4 separate regions of the Mus musculus genome follow, and all the other regions are linked to region 2. A link is a contact called in public HiChIP or PLAC-seq and Micro-C data. All regions are on one chromosome and are shown on one strand. The core of a region is the stretch at or near the end of the contact, and the rest is flanking DNA. Distances in the headings are between cores, read along the strand shown.

Region 1 (4,816 bases), core at 1,505-4,004, 390 kb after region 2:
TGTGTGTATTTGCACCTGGGTACAAAGGTCTCTCATAAGCACCTGTAAGCCCAGGCTTCCTTGAGAAATGGCTCAGCTGAGAAGAGTTCGGTCAGGGTTAGTCACACTGGCTTCAGGTGTCAGGAGGCAGTGTTTGCGTCCCCAGAGGGCATTTCCAGCAGCCCTGCCAGCTCGAGAAGCACAAAGAACAGAAGCCACCAGGACTTCATCTGTGCTCTTAACTGACAATGTTCTCAGACTGAAACAACTCCGAGATACCTCTGGGAAGAGGGATTCCATCACTACTGTCCTGGGGATGAACGGTTGTGCTTCAGGAGTCCTGAAGTTCCTTAGAAATAGCCTTTTCCACGAGGAAAGGCTTCAGTGCGCCAACCACCACAAGACCACCCTAAACTTCTAACTGCAATCATTCTTAGTCTCAGAGACTAACTAAATCAAGACCTTGTAAGTCTCAAGCCTGTCACAGTAAGCATAGAATAAAAAGTATCCACCTTGCAGGACTGGATAAAGGAGTGGTCTACACACACAGCAGAATTTCAGCCTTTCAAACAAGAGAAAACAAAAACAACAAAAAATAAGAAATACTGACCCATGCTACAGTATGGATGGGCCTGGAGCACATGGGGCTAAATGAAATAAGGACACACACCCCAGCTTCCACCCCTGTAAGCTAAGGTCAATATTCCCCGAAACAAAGTAGGACATTGTCTTGGGGAGAGAGGAGCAGCCCAGACATCTACTGCATGACAGTGCACATAGGTCACACTCCCAACAATAAAGATTTATTTATTTGTGTATTTTATGAGTATGGGTGCTTTGTCTGCACACATGCCTGCACACCAGAAGAGGGCATCAGATCCCATTATAGACAGTGGTGAGCTGCCATGTGGATGCTGGGAATTGAATCCAGGGCCTCTGGAAGAACAGCCAATGCTCTAAAGCTGTAAGCCATCTCTCCAGCCACACATTACTGACCTTAAAAAAAAAAAGTCTTAATATAATTCTGTTGTTAGCTGCCCATAGCCACGGTAGAACAGAAAGGTAAGGTCTGCACAAATGCACACACACACACCATGGAGGATCCAGGACACCAGGCAAACCACCCCAATCCCTTCTGTACCTCTTCCCCAAGGGCACAGCCTCCTGTTTCTCAAACCTGACTAAGTTCTTATCTTTCTTTGCTGTCTCTACAGGAAATTTTCTGCTGTGTTTAATCCTGCAAGGCTGATTTCTGCTCCATGCCCAGAAACCTGTCTAGGAAAGGTCAGCACTAGCTGAGTGGCAGCATCTTATTGCTAATGTCCTCTCATGCTAATTGGTACTGCCAGCCACACCCACCTTCAATGGAAATGGGCTTAAACACCTCAATCATAGGCCTTCTGCAACTAGTAAGGACCAAATGTCAAGGCAACCACCACTACCAGCACTACCCTCCAAAAGAAAAAAGATGGGGGGCGGGGTAGTAAAGTTCCAGGTTCAATGGCACCTCCCACTCGGCCCCAGAGCCAGAGCTCTGAGCAGCAATTCCTCTACCCCCCACAGAGGCCTCCTGGGCATCAGGCCAGGGTAGTCTCTTGTCTCCATTTTTTGTTGTTGTTGTTTTGTTTGTTTGTTTGTTTGTTTCGAGACAGGATTTCTCTGTAGCCTTGGCTGTCCTGGAACTCACTTTGTAGACCAGGCTGGCCTCGAACTCAGAAATCCGCCTGCCTCTGCCTCCCAAGTGCTGGGATTAAAGGCGTGCGCATCAGAAGCAGACAAAAGTGTCACCATGTTAAGAGACTTTAATATAAGCAGACAACCTAGAAAAGGCATCTGGCAAAAAAAAAAAAAGTCTCTGTCCATGTTAACCTCATTCATGTCACTTAAAAAAATTATATCGGGAAAGGCTGGAATTTACATACTGGCCACCGAAAGCAAGAAAGCGTCCAGGAGGGAGCTACTTACTGTCTCGGAGAGAAATTCTACCCACCTGGTGTCTTGCTTTCACCTGCTGAGGTTGGGAAACCACGGGAGGAACCCAGGACAGCCAGCCTCAGCTTGCTCCCTGATGAAAAGGGTGTGGGGGCCCTCCCAAGCCATCCTTCGGGACGATCACATCCCAAATTACTAGACAAACCAGTTTTCTGGGTGCCGGGTTCCCACTCCTATTCCTGAGAGGTTGAGCATTGCTAAGAGCAGGAGGGAGCGGGAGGCGTCTTGCCACCCGGGGCTACTCAGGGGCCCATCTCTCCCCTCGCGACCCACAAAGCAGTGGCGCCCTGCGGTCGTTCCGGACCCCAACCCAGACAGCAGATTTCGCTGGTCGTCCCGTGCCCGGAAAGAGGTCCAATTCCCGGGCACAGGCGCAGCAGGGGACCATCTCCTACACTGACCTGCAGACACAGAAGACTGGATGCTGAGAACGCCACGCGGGAGCCGGAGCAGCACGTGCGGAGTCAAGAGTTTGGTTCTGCCTTTTATCTTCAGTCTGCTCTGGACCCGCCTCGCCGCCGCGGGAGCCGTGCCTCCCTCCTACCTCACCTCACCTCACCTCCGCCCCAGGACGCTTGTGGGAAGCCCACACCTACATCTCGGACGGAGCTGACCTTGTGGCTGCACCAAGACGAGACCACACCCCTTCCACAATTGACTGGGGTTAGAATTTGGGACTTGCAAGCCACAGCTGGAAAGATCTGCTATGGACCTGTGTCTGGTGGCACCTCCGCCAAGAACTAGGAACTTAGTCGTTTCTGGTTCCTGGGAACACTGATGTTAAATGAAGTGGCTTTCAAGGCAAGCACTAAGCAGGATGGGGCAGCATCTTGGAAGGAAGGGCTTAGAAATTCTGAGTGGCAGCCTCAAGACGGACCCCCAGTGTGCACACCCGACCAAAGGGCTCCCATCTGGAGCTGAAAGGGGCCCGATGTAAGTGTATCTCCTTTGGCAGTCCAATGTTGTAGCTGGCCTGCTCGAGCAAAAATATTTTACGTCTAATCACAGAAGGTAGGGTAAGCGTGAGCCACAGCGTGCCTGGGGAGGTTGGTATTTATTTGCCAGGTTCCCGGAGATTGAACCCAGATTGTCAAACATCTTTATCAAGCCACTACCTGGAAATTGGACTTGGGGGGAAGTGAGTTTCCTAGGAAGGGGTGGAGGGAGACAGGGGGCAGCACCAATGTTAAACATTTCCCAAGGCCGATTGACTTATTAACTGATAGTGGAAAGCCAGACTATTACAGGTTGGGAGCCAAAATTATCTCCGGCTATCTTAGTCTCTGGGTAGCCTTTTATGGCCCACCCCTCTGTTTGACCTAACATCCTTGTGACTATTAGGTAAACCCTTAGGGAATGTACAAACAGGACCCCTCGCTTCCAACAATCCTGTGCTGGTTAATTTTTTGTCAACAAGACACAAGCTAGGCTTGCCGGGGAAGAAGGCACCTCAACTGAGAAATTGCCTCCATCAGACTGGCCTGTAGGTAACTCTGGGATGGGGGGGGTAGGGAGGGGGGCATTCATTTGCTTGACTAATGACTGATGTGGCAGAGCCCAGCCCACTGTGGACAAGACACCCCTAGGCAGGTAGGTCTGAGTTGTGTAAGAAAGAAGGCCAAGCAAGCTAAGGGGAGCAAGCCAATAAGCAGCACACTCCGCCACGGCCTCTGCTTCAGGTCCTCTCCTGGCATCTCTTCATGATGAACTATAACAGAAGTTCTCAACCTGGAGATTCTTTTTGGGGTGTGTGTGTCAAATATCAGATATACTAGATATCAGATATTTACATTACAATTCATAACAGTAGCAAAATTACAGTTATGAAGTAGCAACAAAATAACTTTATGGCTGAGGGGGGTCACCATTAACACAAGGAACTGTATTAAAGGGTTACAGCATTAGGAAGGTTGTGAACTACTGATCTGTAAAATGTAACTTATCCTCCCCCCCACCCCCCAGTAGCTTTTTGTCCTGGGGTTCATCACAGTAATAGAAGCAACAAAGACAATTCCAACTAAGAATGCTTCAGATAATGTCGGAGGGCTAGAGTAGCTACTTCCTGTCTGTCTTCGCTGCTATGGCTAATCTGATGTTTCTATCCATGTATTTTAAAATGTCTTGAGCTGGAGAAACGGCCCAGGGGTTAAGAACACCAGCTGCTCTTCCGTGGGATCTGTATTGATTCCCAGCACTGACATGGTGGCTAACAACCATCTGTATCCAGTTCCAGGGGATCCTCTAGGGCCACCTGGTGTTCCATAATACAGATGTACATGCTGGCAAAACATCCATAGACATAAAATGATCTTTTTTTTTTAAAGTCTAGAATTTATGATTTTGTTATAGAAAGCTTCATGAGACTGTTGCCATGTTGGAGTGTGATATTCAGGACCACCTGACTGTGTTGCTAGTCTATGGCTTTCACATTTGGCTCCAGAATGGACTTCTTCCCGGTTGTGAGAGCTGTTTTCTGTGTCAGCATGATCTTGTATGTGTTCCTCTTCCCAGTGTGGCCGTGTTGAATAACTCTCTCTCTCTCTCTCTCTCTCTCTCTCTCTCTCTCTCTCTCTCTCTCTCTCTCTCTGCTTTGCACTGGTATTTGCCTCTTAGGTAAGTATATTGAGGGTATGTGGCCATGCCTAGCTTTTTTTAGGGGTACAGGCCTAAAAGCTCCAGTAACAGACAGGTTTCTAAGCAGTAGGGGCTTGGTATGAACAGTGTGATCCCAGAGCAAGTAGCAGGTCCAAAAACAAAGTTAAGGAATCTGCCCTGTAACAAGACTTCTAAGGTCCATGGGCCCCACAGTGTGGGGGGACACAGCTGTAAGGTTCCTTCCAACATC
Region 2 (4,565 bases), core at 1,181-3,680:
TCTCTGCCCTCTACCTGGTGACAGGCAGGCACCATGCAGAATACAGCAAGGAACAACATAGCACATTCTTATCCCTTAGGAGGCGGAGGACTCAAAGTGTGCATGAAGGGATTTAAGTATGCTGGGATAGCTTCCTCCTAAAGTTTCCCACAGACGGACTCTCCAGAAGAGTCTACTCTGGTCGTATTCATTTGGTTATTTGGTTATTTATTTGATATGCAGTCTCTTGTAACCCATGCTGGCCACAAATCACTAGGGAGATATGGATAGCTTTGAGCTTCTAAAATTATTATTATTATTATTATTATTATTATTATTATTATTAGAGAGAGAGAGAGAGATGGAGAGGGAGAGAGAGTTGAGGGGTGCGTGAGCTATGGCATGAGTATTAGAGGACAACTTTTTTGGAATGTGTTCTCTCCTTCTACTGTGGTTTCCAGGGATCAAAGTGGTATAGGTCATTGGGCTGTGTAGGAAGCACTTTTGCCAGCTGAGCCATCAAACTGATGCTGCGGTCTTGAACTTTGACCTTTCTGCTTCCATCTCATAGTGAGAACCACGATGCCAGGTTTATGGAGGGCTAGGGATGGAACCCAGAACTCTAAGCATACAAGTCAGGATAACTCTACCAGTTGAACTATATTCACAGCCCTGTATGTTGGTCATTTGAGACAGGGTCTCCTGTAGCCCAGGTTGGATTTGAATGTGCTGTGTAGCTCAGATTGACCCTATAGCCCCCAAATTTCCCAAGTGTTAGGACTACGGGTTTATCTCACATGTGACTGCTTATCATTGTTTCGCTTCAGAAGCCTCTCCTTTATTAACACACTGTGATAATGCATGTGTAGCCCTCAGCTCATCTGAGGCGCTATAAAGGAAGGATTTACTACGGTCTATGTGTCCAGGGGGAAGATGATCTATGAAACACTGATGTGCAGGCTGGACTCTGCAGCTGTCTGGACAGGCTGGGGTGAGCAGGCAGTGATATGGGAATATTCTAACATTTTAAAATGAAGCCTTTTTCAGCACCACTGAAGTCAGCCCAAGCCAGGTACTTCTGGGTTCTTGTCTCTCAGTTTTGAGGAAGGAAATTCATGGACCACAGAAGGTGAGTTTTAGGAAGGTGGGAAGGACTGTAGGGAGCTGAAGGGAGAGAAAGAAGGCAAAGGTCTTGAGCAGCCCGTGGGGTCCCTGGAGGGAGTCGGATCCCATCCTGGAGCCCCCCAAAGCCTGGGGGTTAATAGGACTGTAGCCTTTAGTGGGATGGAGGCAGGAAGAAGGTTGAGCTAGCTGGTCAGTCCAGTTTTCATTCCAGGTGTTGAAGTCATTTCAGTTTGGGTCACAGCCTCAGTATGGCTTCCAGGAAAGGTCACTCCTTTGTGGAAAAGACTTGAAGACCCCCTTCCTGGCAGCCAGAGACACTTTTGGCTTAGACACTTAAACATCTCTAGCTCCTGCCAAGGGCCAGGCTCTGGGCATGTCAGAGGACATTTTGGGCTTTTAGCCAAGAAAGGCTGCTCATTTTTGTTTGGACTTTTTACCCTAAAATAAGCAGCCAGTTTCTACCTGTTGTCAGCAGCTGGGACAGCTGGCCTTGGACAGATGGCCATGGACCTGCCTTTCCGCAAGTTTTCTGAGTTCTTCCTGTATTCCACTTAACTGGGGTTCAGTAACTACACTTCCACTCCTGTCCTTAACTGGGAGCCTACCAATAGAACCTTGGAATCCACTAGATCCAAACCTTTCTTATCGTCACAAGCCTGGCTACAAGATACCATGCTGACATGAGGCCATTCCTATATTACAGGATAGACCTAAGGATTGGAGAGATCTGAGGGTGCTCGACCCTGGGGTGGGGGTGGGGGTATGCTATGACCTGTCAGATCAACTAGGTCAGCCAGCTTCTCACTGGCTAGCTTACCACACAAGATGGGGGGAGGTTCATATGGCCTGGCAGGAGTTCTGAATTTCATAACATGCCTTGGACAAAATTCATGGGGTTTTGGTTTCTCTCTTTCTTTTTAAACTAGGGATCGAACCCAGGGCCTTGGGCTTGGTAAGTAAGAGCTCTACTTCTGGGCTACAATCCCAGCCCAGTTCTAGTTTTTGGTTGCTTCCCTTGGTTTGAGTATTTCTACGCCATTATAGTCTGAGCTTCAGAATATAAGGCCAGGAGGCTCCTCCAGACATTTCCAGGTCCCCGAGCCAGCGGGGCCTTCCCGAGGAATGCATGTCACGAAGATGTTGTATCTTCCCAGTGCAGGGTACCTGCAGAGGTCCCTGGAGAGCATCTCTGTGCGAAATGGAAAGAGAGCAGACAAACCACCAGTTTCTTTTGGGTTTAACACAGCTTGCAGAGTCCCGGGATGAAGGGGGAGGGGCCGGCAGGGGCGGGGGCGCGGTCAAGCATCACGTGACGAATCAGCCCCCAGCGGAGGGCGGAGCTGCGCGGGTACTTAGGAGTGCACGGGAGAGGCCAGGAGCGGCTCCGTTTGGCTTGGTGGCTGCAGGCCCAGGCTGTCGCGCTGCGCTCGGTGAGTTTGCCCGGGGCACAGTGGCTCCATGGCGGAAGTCACTTTGGCTGGGGTCGGGGGAGCGGGCTGAGCAGCGGTGGTGGAGACAGGCCCTTCACTTGCCCAGGGCGCAGGCGCGGTTCCTCCGCGGCCCTAGATGCTGCTCGCCCTGGCGGATCGCGGTCTTAGGCTCCCGCAGGCTAGACCGGCAGAGCTCCAGCTTTCACGCTTTAGGGCCGAGCCTGGTGACCCCGCGGTGATCGGCTTCTTTCCAGTGGCCTTGGCGCACTTCAAGGGCGGAGGTGGGGACTTCGGGGAGCTCCGAGGGAGGAGCTTAAAGGGAAGGGTTCAGCTCTGGCCCTTCCAGCTCGCAGATTGCAAGTCTCAGGGGTGCTCAGGGCGAGTATCGACCTGCATCTAGTGCAGGTTTGTGGCTTATTCTAAAGAATCTGCCCCGGGAACTTTTCCACACACAAACCCACGCAGTGCCTGGCACCCTAAAAGACCTGTTCTATTGAGAATGGGAACCTGGTAGTGGGTGGCTGGGGTGGAACCTGCACGAAGAGTTAAACCGAGAAACAGGAAGAGAAGCAGAGCTAAAGGATAGGGGCTCTCCCAGAACCTTTCTCTGGAGGGGAATGGCCAATGTGATGGAGGAAAGGTACTTGCAGGACAGCCTCCTTCAGTCAGGGCCCTGCTAGCCGGGAGAGATAGCATCCTCTCCCAGAGTGCTGGGCGTGCGGACCAAGAGATAGGTAAATTGGACTTGGTCCCCTAGGGCCCAAGAGTAAAGGACTAAAACCCATCCGCACCTTACCTCCACCTAACCAGATCCCCTCACGTGTTTGGGAAGGGAGATAAATTGTGGGATTGAAAGGGAAGTTTAACTCCTTTTAGTGTCTCGGGAAGACTGATCTCCAGGTGCTTCCTGTGAGGGACTGCTGTGGAGGTATGGTCTGCAGTCCCCGGATTCAGAGTAGCATTTGCAAAATGTTGGTGAAGGTGTCATCTTTGTTCGAAGCCGTTCAGGGGACAGTTGTTTCCCATAGGCTCTGGCCATGGTGACCTAAAACTCCAGAGTCCCCAGAGCCATACCAGAGCAAGGCAATCACGGCACTTGGAAGGCTGAGGCAGGAGAATCGCTGTGCATTGGAAACCAGCCTGGGCTATGTAATGGATTCCACAACAGTGGGACTACAGAGGGAAACGGTTTCATTTCTTAATCCCTCCTTCCTTCCTTAAAAAAAAAAAAAACTCATGCTTAAAAGAAGGTGGAGGAAAATGACCTCTGCTCCTTTAAAGCCACGTGACCCAGGCCTACGGGACTGCTAGTGGGGTGGGGCGAGCCGGGCCCACGCCTGTGCTTCACCAGCCCAGGTGCCAGCAGAGATTTCCAGCATTCCCCTTGACGTTGGCCTAAATGTTTTCAGACTAGTCAGGCAGTGGAGGGTTGGCGCTCTTGGCTCCAGGTTGAAACTGTTCCCTGGAGGTGCTGGCTCAGCATTCTAGGCTACGGCCCTTTTATGGTATGGGTAGAAACCTTTAGATATAGGAGTCTCCGGTTGGCCACTGACTTTTGATGTACTGATGTAAGGAAAATATTAGCTATGTGTGAGGTGGAACTCTATGCAGTAGAACTTTTGAAAATCAAAAGGGAAACCAGGAACTTGAGTATGATTGGTGTGAAGGGTTGTGGTGGGGCCTCTAGGTAAGGTGAGGTGTACAAAGGTCTCTATTGCCTTTGCTTAGTTAACATATCCCTGCTCTGGTACTCTGCAGGAGCTGCCTACGGAAGGGTGGGAGAAGGATCAATCTGGAGTCCTTTTGTTGCTTATTTTCCACCCAGCACTGAACATGGTGGAAGTTCTAGGGGTGGAGTTCTGCCTCCCTCGCACTGATATCCAACCCAGAGCCTCGTGCATCCTAATCATGCAGTCTGCCACTCTATCATACCCAGCCAGCTTTAACCAGTCTCCTCCCTCCGCTAGCCCTCTCAGTTTTTTGAGGCAGGTTTTACCCTACTGTAGGACAGTTTTGCCTCAACCTCCTGAA
Region 3 (5,027 bases), core at 358-2,857, 330 kb after region 2:
CTGCTCATCAGCCTGTCTAAATTGGACTTTCTCCAAAAAGCTCGGCTGGCTGTAATGAGAGCTCCCTTGTCTGAGGAAGGAAGCTTTCTGGGGTTCAGCTGCCCCAGGTGTACTTAGAATGAAGGCTGGCATCTCAGTACAAAAGCAGACAGCAGGCGCCTGGGAAGGGCCCCAGAAAGCCACTCCCAAGTTTTCACACTTGGAGAGATCTGAGGAAGGCAACCATGGGAAACTACAGGGGCAGAGTGTTAAGAGTTGCTGTGCCTTCCTGGCATAGTAAGAGAGAGCATATGTGAAGAGGTGGGTAGTCTCAACCCCTTATGCAGAGAGCCAGCCGGAGGCTCGGCTAGCCTGGGGTCAGATCCCCAGCTCAGCATCTCAAAAGAAGGTTTTCTAGCTATGTGCTTGGAGCTTCTGGAAACTGAGGCTGCTGCTGGGGTAGCCTTGGGGCCAGCATAATGGGCTCAGAATCCCTCAGGACAATCAAGGATTCTCAGGGTACCATTACCTTGCCCAGAGAAGGCAAGAAATGAAACTGGGTTTCTCTGCTATCTGTGGGCTGGAATGTTGTTCTCACTTCCTAATGATGCCCTGGTGCGGGTAGCCTCAGACCCTAGGGAGGACAGCACCCAGGGCTCTGGTCTGCTCTCCTCACAGTCCGGGCTTGTAGGAGCGGTCCTGAGCAGAAAGCTCTGCTCTCACCTTCCTGAGGATCTGTGTACCTGGCAAGAAGAACCCCACATCCTCCCTCAATGGCCCCCAGTTGCTCCCACATCGCCCCCATCTTGGTCTACTGAATCTTCACCTCCATCTATCCCTAGTTCCTGCCACTGTGATAAGGTATTACCCTGAATGAATTCTTTGGATTAGGGAATTTTTCTTTTAACTTTTTAATACCGATTTGATTGGCAACCACTAAAATGCAGAAACAATTTCATGCATTTCAACAGGTAGAAAGACAAGTTGTTTTCCCACCCATTCCCTAAGAAACGCAGCCATAGCTCAAGTGTGCTACACTAATGGAAAGAAGGCTGGCTTGGGCCATGTAACGATGTAACAGTCTCAGAAGGAAAGAAGATCCTCCTGGGGTGGAGATAGTGCCTGTGTAGAGGCAGCATGACCTTTTTGTGTCACCAAGAAGTCAGGAGCTAAAACACACACAAGTCCATAAGCAGCTCCATCTCTTCTCTTTTCCACATGAGGACAGCATATGCTCCAAGAGGCTGAGCCTATAGCTCTTCTTCTGGGCCTTATCTTGGATGCGTTTCCACATCCATTCATTCCTGTTTTAGACCTCAACAGAGATCTGTTTCAAACCCAAGTTCAAGTCATGTGCCTTCTACTGTAATCTGTCCTTGCCCAGATCTCCCCAGATGTGAGATGCTAAAGCCGCGAGACTTGGATCTGCTTCTAACTCAGCTATGCCTTGATATGATGGGCTAAGGGTCTTGGCTTATACCCTTCACTAGAGCCAAGCTGATCGGCTCAGAGCACAGCCTGGATCCCTTGCAAGGTGCTGCTGCCCCGTGGGCAGTCTAGGTGAATGGGAGAAACATCTTTCCACAAGAGTGAGTCACCAGTCTGTTCAGTTTCCCAGTCTAGCTCCTGCCGGCAGCTCCTGCTTGCCGCGGCTGCGGGTTTATTTGCTTCCTCTGATGAGATGAGGTGAGGTGTTGTTGTTGGAGCCGGAAGCTGAGTGTGAATGAAGGGTGGGGCTGTAATGGGTCTGAGGGTGGCTAGAGGCAGTAGACACCTGTCCTGAGTCTGTGTAGGATCCCACTTGGCTGGTCAGCTGGCTGTGAGGACCTGCCCAGAGGAGAAACTTGTGTCCAGCTGGCCTTTCCCCCTGTTTCTTGCTGAGGGATCTATTGTGGTGAGTCACTTGGCTTCTTGGAGACGCAGGTTCTTGCTTTGTAAATTGGGCGTTAAAACAAACCTGCACTCGCTGCAAGGTCTTCTATGGGCTCAGAGAGGTAGAATGGTTTTACTGACAGTAAAGCTCTGTCCAGTTTTATCAGTTGCTCTGCCTGAAGGCTGTGAAATCGCCTTACTTCTTGCCAAGAACTGGCTCATAGAAGTCCCTTTGCTGAGCCTCAGTTTCCCATCTTGGGGAATGAGACCTGGGCTGATATGATTATTTTCTTCCTTGCAGGCCTACTTTCTGCATTTCCTTTGGCTTTGACCTGTACACCTCCAGCAAGCATAGAGAGATCTTGGAGGAGGAGGCTGTCCCAAAGATTTCCTGCTGATGCTTGTCTGATCCTGCCTTCTGTGAAGCATGGCCGCCACAGGATTACGACAGGACAAATCATAGACCCTGAGTCTCACAGCTGCTCTGAGAGGCACACGCTACAGCCTTGCTTGGCGCCAGGTGCTGCCACGCCGTGAGACTCACTCCCATCCCAACAATGCCTTCAGGCGCCATGGCTGCAGCCGTATGAGACCATTAAGGAGCAGGACTTGACCTTGCTACCCAGTAAACCTCCCGAGCGGCCCCCTACCACCTCCCATGTCTGGCTACCAGGGCGGACTAGAGAATGTCTGTGCCCCAGATCCAAGTGGAAGAAGTGAGTGAGAAAGACAGGCCAGCCGGGGCAGCCGTACCTCCTGATGACCACCTCCTCAGTCTGAAGGCCCTCACTGAGAAGCTGAGGCTGGAGACCCGAAGACCTTCCTACCTGGAATGGCAGGCCAGGCTGGAAGAGCAGACATGGCCTTTCCCAAGGCCAGCTGCCCAGCAAGAGGCGAGTCTGGAGCAGGGAGCATGTGGGGGTGGAGAGCCTTTGATGCCTCTAAAGGAGCCCCGAGACCTTCTCCCACCTTCCGCGAGTGCCGGCAGGGGTGACAGGCCACTGACCACGGGCAAGCTGGAAGGCTTCCAGAGTATCGATGAAGCTATAGCCTGGCTCAGAAAGGAACTGGTGAGTGGCTGCCCACCAAGAGGCCCATGTATGTGCCATGCATGTCTCCTCCCTCATCTTTCTGTCTGACTCTGCTGTGTTCCCACATCATGTTTGTCCTCCCATCTCTGCTTGTTTCCCATTGCACATCCGACTTCCTGTTAGGTGAAGGGGAGATGTCATTTTTCAGTGGATACACGGGGCTCAGTTAGCCTCTAATCAAAGATCTAGAGGAAGCAAGCATTAGCCCAAGGATCTGAGCCCACATGTGTTCTTACCCTCTCCTCACCAGCATTGGGGTCTCCTACTCTTATTCCTGGACACCTAAGGGAGCCCCAGAGTTTACCTGAACTTCTCCCCATCCATCCCAGTTACCTACAGGATTGGGGACCACCACTCACTGAGCAAGCGAATGGCCTCTTTCCCTGAGCTGGAAGTTGACAATAGCTGGGATGGTGGGTCTCCCTGGGTGGCCAACTTTGAGAAGGGCGCTGAGCTTGGGGTTCATAGCTGTAAGTACTGGGGCTCAGCATGGGAAGTGCTGTTTAATAATTCAAGGTGTAGAGAACCTCCAGAAGAGGGCGCATGACTGATCATGCTTGGGGTGAAGGCTTTGGGGTGAAAGGATGTCGAGTAAGAATCTGCCCAGAAGTCAGGGTGGGTCGGGCATTCCAGTCGGGAGGAGTGAGCAAGGACAGAAGATGCTGAGGGAGCAGCAGCTGGATCCTTTTACTGCCCACAGGCAAAAACAGACTCTCATTAGGAGCCTCTCCCCACCACAGAAATCCTAGGAAAGGAGATGGAATGTTGTCCCATCCTGCCCCAGGAAAAGCACTAGGTCCCCCACCCACAGTGGCTTCTCAGCAGACCCAGACCTGAAACAAAACCTTCCCCCCAAGCTTCAGCTGCTTCCCTGAGTCACCTCCAGGGCCATCTGACTCCAAGGAGCCAGCAGTCAAGGGCCAGCTGCCCTCCAGAGCTGCTGGTAACTCTCCAGCCAACAGGAAAGCAGAGGCCTGCTTGGTTTGTTTTGGTGAGTCCTGCAAGACATCTCTCCACTGGGGCCTGAGATTTCTTGTGGGCTGAAAGAAAGCATTGGAGTTGGGGGTGGTGGCAGCTCATTAGGCTGGACATCTGATTAATTCAGAACCGCTTTAGTTGATATTGAGGCTGCTCAGAACACACTGTTCCCCTGTGTATGCTGCTAGGGTCGAGCATGGTATACTTGCTATTGGCTTTCTCAGAAGACAGGGCTCCTGTGGATTCTTGCTGCGTGACTACAGGGTGCTCCACAGGAGCATGAGAGGTGGAGAGGTGGGCAGGACACAGACCCTAAAAGCTGTATCCTGAATTCCTGAAGCTAAACTGCTTAGATCTGTCTTTACAGAGGAACAACAAAAAAAATATTCTCATTAGCCAAGGATGCAATTTGTTGGTTTGGGGTTCATTTGAGTATTTATTGTTTCTAGGAGCTGAGTTGTTTACTGTTTAAATAAATCCACATTCCTTGTGGGCTCTCCTTTGGAGTGGGGAGTAGAGAAAATTTTCCTCTGAGTGAACGGAAAACAGTAGGGGCTTCCTTCTTGGACAGCTTCTGGCATCCTTTAGATAGAAAGGCACCAGGGGGAGCCTTGGAAAGATCCCAATGCCTCAGGATATGATGAACATCTAGGATGTGATGCCTGAAATCTATGGGGCATACTCATACCCATTGCCAGGACACATCAAACCAAGCATGGCAAGGTACCCCACCCAGAGTGTGCTGGCTAAGAGGAGGAGGCCAGCCATATTCAGGTAACTCAGCCTGTCGGAGCCCAGGGCAAGACAGTCATAGTCAGGATTAATTTGGTTGCCAAAGGCTGTCTGATGTGGGCACAAGAAATATGTGCGTTAGTAACATGCCTTCACCTATGACATTTTCTATTCTCCTGGGTGACCATAGGTGAGTAACGATGAGTAGTAGAATGACAGATGTGTCATGGTGCTCACTGTGTGCATGTCTCATTGCCGTGGTGTGACTTGGCCTTCACAAACTCTCATTTTTAAGAGGACAAAAGACTCAAGAGAGGAACACAGCAGGGAATGAGGAAGCTGGTATTCAAACCCTGGGCCATAGAATCACTTTGC
Region 4 (4,876 bases), core at 609-3,108, 420 kb after region 2:
CACACTTGCTCACTGTGATGCCCAAGGACTGTAACATGGCCACAATCAGCTACACTGTATTTGTTTTACTGGCTTACAATTTCACATAGGATGTTCTTTCAGGAAATCTACAGAAACAGAAAAACAGTTCACAAACTGTCTTCAGAGCGAAAGTAGCAAGATTCGCACAGTAAATGATTCTTATGCATCAAGGGCTGTACAAAATCAAAATATCGCCATTTTCCTATCAGAATTTTGCCTGCAGCATACTTACCTCAATGGAACTGGCTATATTTAAACACTCCTCCATTCCAGGAATATCCAACTGAATGATTCGGAAATCTTTACATTTTATGATGATGGTACCCAGAGAGCCCACAAATCTGTAAGAAATTACATGAAATCATGAAAATGGTAAGAAAACTAGTGAGGACAGTAGGTGAGAACCAGAACACAGAGAACCAGGGATTCAGTCTTTATCATGCAGGCATGAGAGACCATTGAATACATTTATGCAATAAAGATGAACTGAGGAGTCTAGTAGTCTGCTGATGGTATCTTGTACACAGATACACACATACACACATAAGTAAAAATAAAAAATTTAAAGTGATGGAGTAGGGAAATAAAGATGAATTAGTTCCTATGTTCCTTTAGAGCCAGCCCCTTTCTTTTCACAAGAAAAACTGAATGTTAAGGGCTAATGATTACCCTCAGTGGGAAGTGATCATTCCAGAGAATAAGTAAGATGCAATATGATAAACTCAGTCTTCCCTAAATGAGCAGGGGTGTAAAATTTGTCATCCACCTGCATCGGCACTCCCCATCAGCTATTACAGGGGTGCACCTTACCGATTTTAAAACGTTTTAAGGAGAGACTAAAATGCATATGCATATATATGGAAAAAATGACAGTGTACTCAGTTAAATACTATGGCCAGGCATAGCGGCCCATACACACACAACTGTAATTCCAGCACTTACTTGGGAGGCTGGGGCTGGAGAGTTGGAAGTTCAAGACCGGCCTATGCTGCAAAGGGCTGAGCATGCCTATTTAAAAACGAGATCGTGGGGGAGGGGTCGCTTTAAATTGTATTGAATCATAACTTCGTGAAGTCAGATTAACAACAACCAATAATTCAAGAAATGTGGTGGAAGAAATTTTTTTTTTACAAAGAACATTTAAAAATACGCCCAAATGCTGTTCAAAATGACCACTACGACTCTGAGACCTTAGCCTGGGGATGCCAGGTGGCCAGTGCAGATAGATCTAGGCCCCAGAAGGCTCATTTGGCTGGCTGAGCCAGGATACCCATAAAAAACCACCTGAAAGCGTCTGTTCCGTTCCAGGCTCCTCCGGGACCTGGGTGTGGTGGGCGCTCACCGTTTGTCGATGGCGTCGATATTTGAATGGAGGAGCCAGAGCTCCTCCGTGTTGTCCTGCCGGGAAGACAGGATCAGGTGGTGGCCTGTCAGACACAGGGTCCCTTCCACGGCGGTGTAGAAAGGCCGGTGCAGCACCACATTGTCTACCCGTGGGGTTTTAATCAGCTCCGCAAACTCCATATTGGGCGCAGCCTAGGGGCGGGAGGCCCAGTCCCGCAGGTGCCCGGCGGTTAATCCGCAGACCCGGACGGAGCCCCGGCTGGGCGGGCCCGGGAGGTCGAGCCCCGCCCCGGCTGGGCGGGTGCGCCAGGGCCTGCGGGCACCGCCCTGGCCGCTTCTCCAAGTCTCTTCCGCACCACTGGCCGGGACTCGGTCGCAGAGAAGGCTTCCCGCCAGGCCCTGCACTCCCCGCTGCCACCGGCGTCTGACGGGCGGGCTGCGGAGGAGACGGACCCGGCGTCGGGGCAGCAGCATCCGAGCCCGAGCAGCCAGGGACTTCTGGCGGAAGTAGCTGCTGAGCGTTGCACCCGGCAGGAACTCCTGCACAATTAGAGGGACTCGAGACTCGGAAGACATAGAAACCGGACCGGAAGTTGGTACTTTGCTAGATCCGGTGGAACACAGCCAGAAACAATGACTTTATGGTCCTACAATGGAAAAACAAAACAAAACAAAACAAAACCAACCAAAACCTCTTTCACCTTCTACCGCCGCAATCCTTGCCCTTCAAATATTCCTTATCGGAAAAGGCGAGACGAGAAGACGTCGCTGACCTGCCAGCCTCCACATGAGTGCTGTCCCTCAAGGGCTCTTCGTTTGCGCTACCTGGTAGTTGTCTCATGAATTGGTCACGAAGAGATGTCAAATGTAGGATGGAAGCGGAGGTTGTGATCGAAAAGTAGCATCTTGGTGTCTGGAAGAGACATGGGACAATCTATGCTTTAGACTCTTTGAGAGCGCCATGACTTTAACCAAGAACAGCATATTCTAAAAGGATGGAAAGAGAAACTGACTAATCCTCGCCCTGCGAAAGGACTCTAGTGTCTTCAGAGATAGTTCAGTTAATCTGTAGCAAAGCCTGAAATCAAGACCTTGGTATATTGGTCACGACTTCATAGTATCCCGGCTAAGTACAGTCTAGCTGAACTGCTCACGGACACTGCAATGACAGAGTTTTGCTGTTGTAATTTCCCTCTTCTTTTTTTTTTTTTTTAATTTTTTATTAGGTATTTTCCTCATTTACATTTCCAATGCTATCCCAAAAGTCCCCCATACCCCCCCCCACTCCCCTACCCACCCACTCCCACTTTTTGGCCCTGGCATTCCCCTGTACTGGGGCATATAAAGTTTGCAAGTCCAATGGGCCTCTCTTTCCAGTGATGGCCGGCTAGGCCATCTTTTGATACATATGCAGCTAGAGTCAAGAGCTCCGGGGTACTGGTTAGTTCATAATGTTGTTCCACCTATAGAATTTCCCTCTTCTTGCTTTCTATCCCTCTACTTTATCCCAGAATAAGAATTATGTTTGAGTCCTGGCCTGCTTTTACTGTGTTAGCAGTGAAAATTCTCACCACCCAGTCAGTGTCTACGAACAGCAAGGTAGCTGACTTCAGAGTGTGCAAAGTGAAGTTGACCAGATTGCACAGTGTTTGTCCTTGATTTTGTTCTTGTCTTTTCTAAAAACCTTCCCTTCCTAAATCACTCACTCCTGCGATCCAGTTTATCTGCAAAAGGAAAACAACCAGCAATGGATGCTGATGGACTGAGGTGAAGTAATGTGGAGGTGTTTTCCACACCGGATTTGTTTACTTTCCTTCCTCACTTGACTCATTGTATTAACTACAAATTGTGGAATGGAAAACTTTTAATCTGAAAAATAATGAAAAGTTATACAGAGAAAAAAATGAAAGTAAAGCCTTGAAGGGTAAGGCTCCCCGAATGGAAGATATCCAAGGAAGAACTTAGTGTCCAATTTAGTATATGCTAGAAGATAGAAAGTCTCCATGGATTCTGTGGCCCTTCTGGTTTTCTTGAAAATAAATTATGAAAACGTTATTTCATTAAGTTAAAATGTTTCATGCTCTATAAAGTCATAAATTAGGATTTTTTCCTTTTATTTGTTTTTTGCCAAGAGAAAAAAATTAGGTATCTTCTGAGTTGTTATAATGAAGTACCAGAAACGATTAGGAAATTAAATCACCAGTGATTTGAAGTTCAAAGCGTAGAAAGTTCACTAGCGCTGAGAAAACCAAACTTAGTAGTTAGGAATAAAGCCTGAGTAAAGAGCAAGAAACAGTTCCCCACATAAGCAGTAGGTGGCGGTAGAATTCAAAGTCAATGGGATATGCCTCTATTAAAATAATCCAATGATGTAGTCAAATATTAACTGTCCAAACAGTCAAGAAATAAGGGCCTCAGGGGATTCTGATAAGCCAAGAAAATAATAAAATTTATAATGTGTACAATGGATTTACTTAAGGACTATAAAGATAGCTCAATGGGTGCCTTAGCATTCTATTGTGAAGAGACACCATGACCACAGCAACTCTTTTTTTTTTTTTAATTAGATATTTTCTTAATTTACATTCTAAATGTTATCCCCTTTCCAGGTCTCCCCCGGAGACACTCTATTCTATCCTCCCTTCCCCTGCTTCTATGAGGATGCTCACCCACACACTCCCACCTCCCGGCTCTCACATTCCCCTATACTGGGGCATCGAGCCTTCACAAGACCACGGGCCTCTTCTCCCATTGATGTCCGACAACATCATACTCTGCTACATATGCAGCTGGAGCCATGGGTCCCTCCAGGTGTACTCTTTGGTTGGTGGTTTAGTCCCTGGGAGCCCTGAGGGTCTGGTTGGTTGATGTTCTTTTTCCTATGGGTTGCAAACCCCTTCAGCTCCTTCAGTCTGTTCTCTAACTCAGTCTGATCACATCAACTCTTATAAAGGAAGGCATTTAATTGAGGGTGTCTTTTGGTTTCAGTGGTTCAGTCCATCATCATCATGGCAGAACATAATAGCACACAGGCAGACAGTGCTGGAAAAGGAGCTGAGAGTTCTACATCTGGATCTTTAGGCAGCAGGAAGCTCTAAAGAGCTGCTGGTCTGACTTGAGCATTTGAAACCCCAAAGCCCATCCCCAGTGACACACTTCCTCCAACAAGGCCACACCTTTCAAATAGTGCTAATCCCTATGCTTTCAAATATTTGAACCTATTAGGCCATTCTTATTCCCACCACCACAATGGGTAAGGAGCAAGTGTAAAGACCTAAGGTCAAAACCCCAGAACATATACAAAGAAGAAATCTGAGTCTAAAACCCCAGTGCCAGAGAAGGGGGACAGAGACAAGAGGATCCTGAGGGTTCACAGGCCAACCACTGTAGCAGAAACAGTAAACTCTGGACCAACCAATGAGAGAAACTGACTCAAAAATAAAGTTCAGAGGACTCAAGAAATGCACCTGATATTGACCTTCAAACTCCCAGGCCCACACAGTAATATACA

What was found. A called contact is a pair of places that touch in the nucleus more often than the background predicts. HiChIP or PLAC-seq counts read pairs in DNA pulled down with a chosen protein or histone mark.
Region 1: a Micro-C map of embryonic stem cells shows a contact between it and region 2, with 3 times the contacts expected there. The contact joins the promoter of Tdh here to the promoter of Ctsb in region 2. A contact is called at or near these places in 1 of 484 Hi-C or Micro-C datasets (embryonic stem cells) and 2 of 115 datasets of contacts at active chromatin or transcription factors (embryonic stem cells and pro-B cells).
Region 3: a contact with region 2 is called in a FOXA1 HiChIP or PLAC-seq map of pancreatic cancer cells. The contact joins the enhancer-like site here to the promoter of Ctsb in region 2. A contact is called at or near these places in 10 of 115 datasets of contacts at active chromatin or transcription factors (the 230-238 cell line, bone marrow-derived dendritic cells, bone marrow-derived macrophages and 4 more) and 1 of 9 other capture datasets (pancreatic islet).
Region 4: an HNF4G HiChIP or PLAC-seq map of pancreatic cancer cells shows a contact between it and region 2. The contact joins the promoter of Mtmr9 here to the promoter of Ctsb in region 2. A contact is called at or near these places in 3 of 39 promoter capture datasets (the C10 cell line, liver and pre-B cells), 1 of 484 Hi-C or Micro-C datasets (muscle stem cells), 7 of 115 datasets of contacts at active chromatin or transcription factors (bone marrow-derived macrophages, effector CD8 T cells, embryonic stem cells and 3 more) and 1 of 9 other capture datasets (adipose tissue).

The regions. Positions count from the first base shown.
Region 1 is chr14:63,506,338-63,511,153 of GRCm38.p6, forward strand. It overlaps Tdh (L-threonine dehydrogenase), which reads right to left and starts at 2,755. Exons shown (of 9, transcript NM_021480.5): 1 at 2,373-2,755.
Region 2 is chr14:63,120,032-63,124,596 of GRCm38.p6, forward strand. It overlaps Ctsb (cathepsin B), which reads left to right and starts at 2,431. Exons shown (of 10, transcript NM_007798.3): 1 at 2,431-2,534.
Region 3 is chr14:63,449,719-63,454,745 of GRCm38.p6, forward strand. Fam167a (family with sequence similarity 167, member A) reads left to right here. Exons shown (of 4, transcript NM_177628.4): 3 at 2,153-2,921. The coding sequence starts at 2,538. Among named protein-coding and RNA genes, the nearest start is that of Fam167a, 16 kb to the left of the region's middle. Within about 2 kb of position 1,608, at least 32 of the 459 cell types and tissues checked have an H3K27ac peak or open chromatin away from gene starts, as enhancers often do. A contact at or near this core is called in pancreatic cancer cells and pancreatic islet, where this site is marked.
Region 4 is chr14:63,542,095-63,546,970 of GRCm38.p6, forward strand. It overlaps Mtmr9 (myotubularin related protein 9), which reads right to left and starts at 1,859. Exons shown (of 10, transcript NM_177594.1): 1 at 1,364-1,859; 2 at 254-362. The coding sequence starts at 1,545.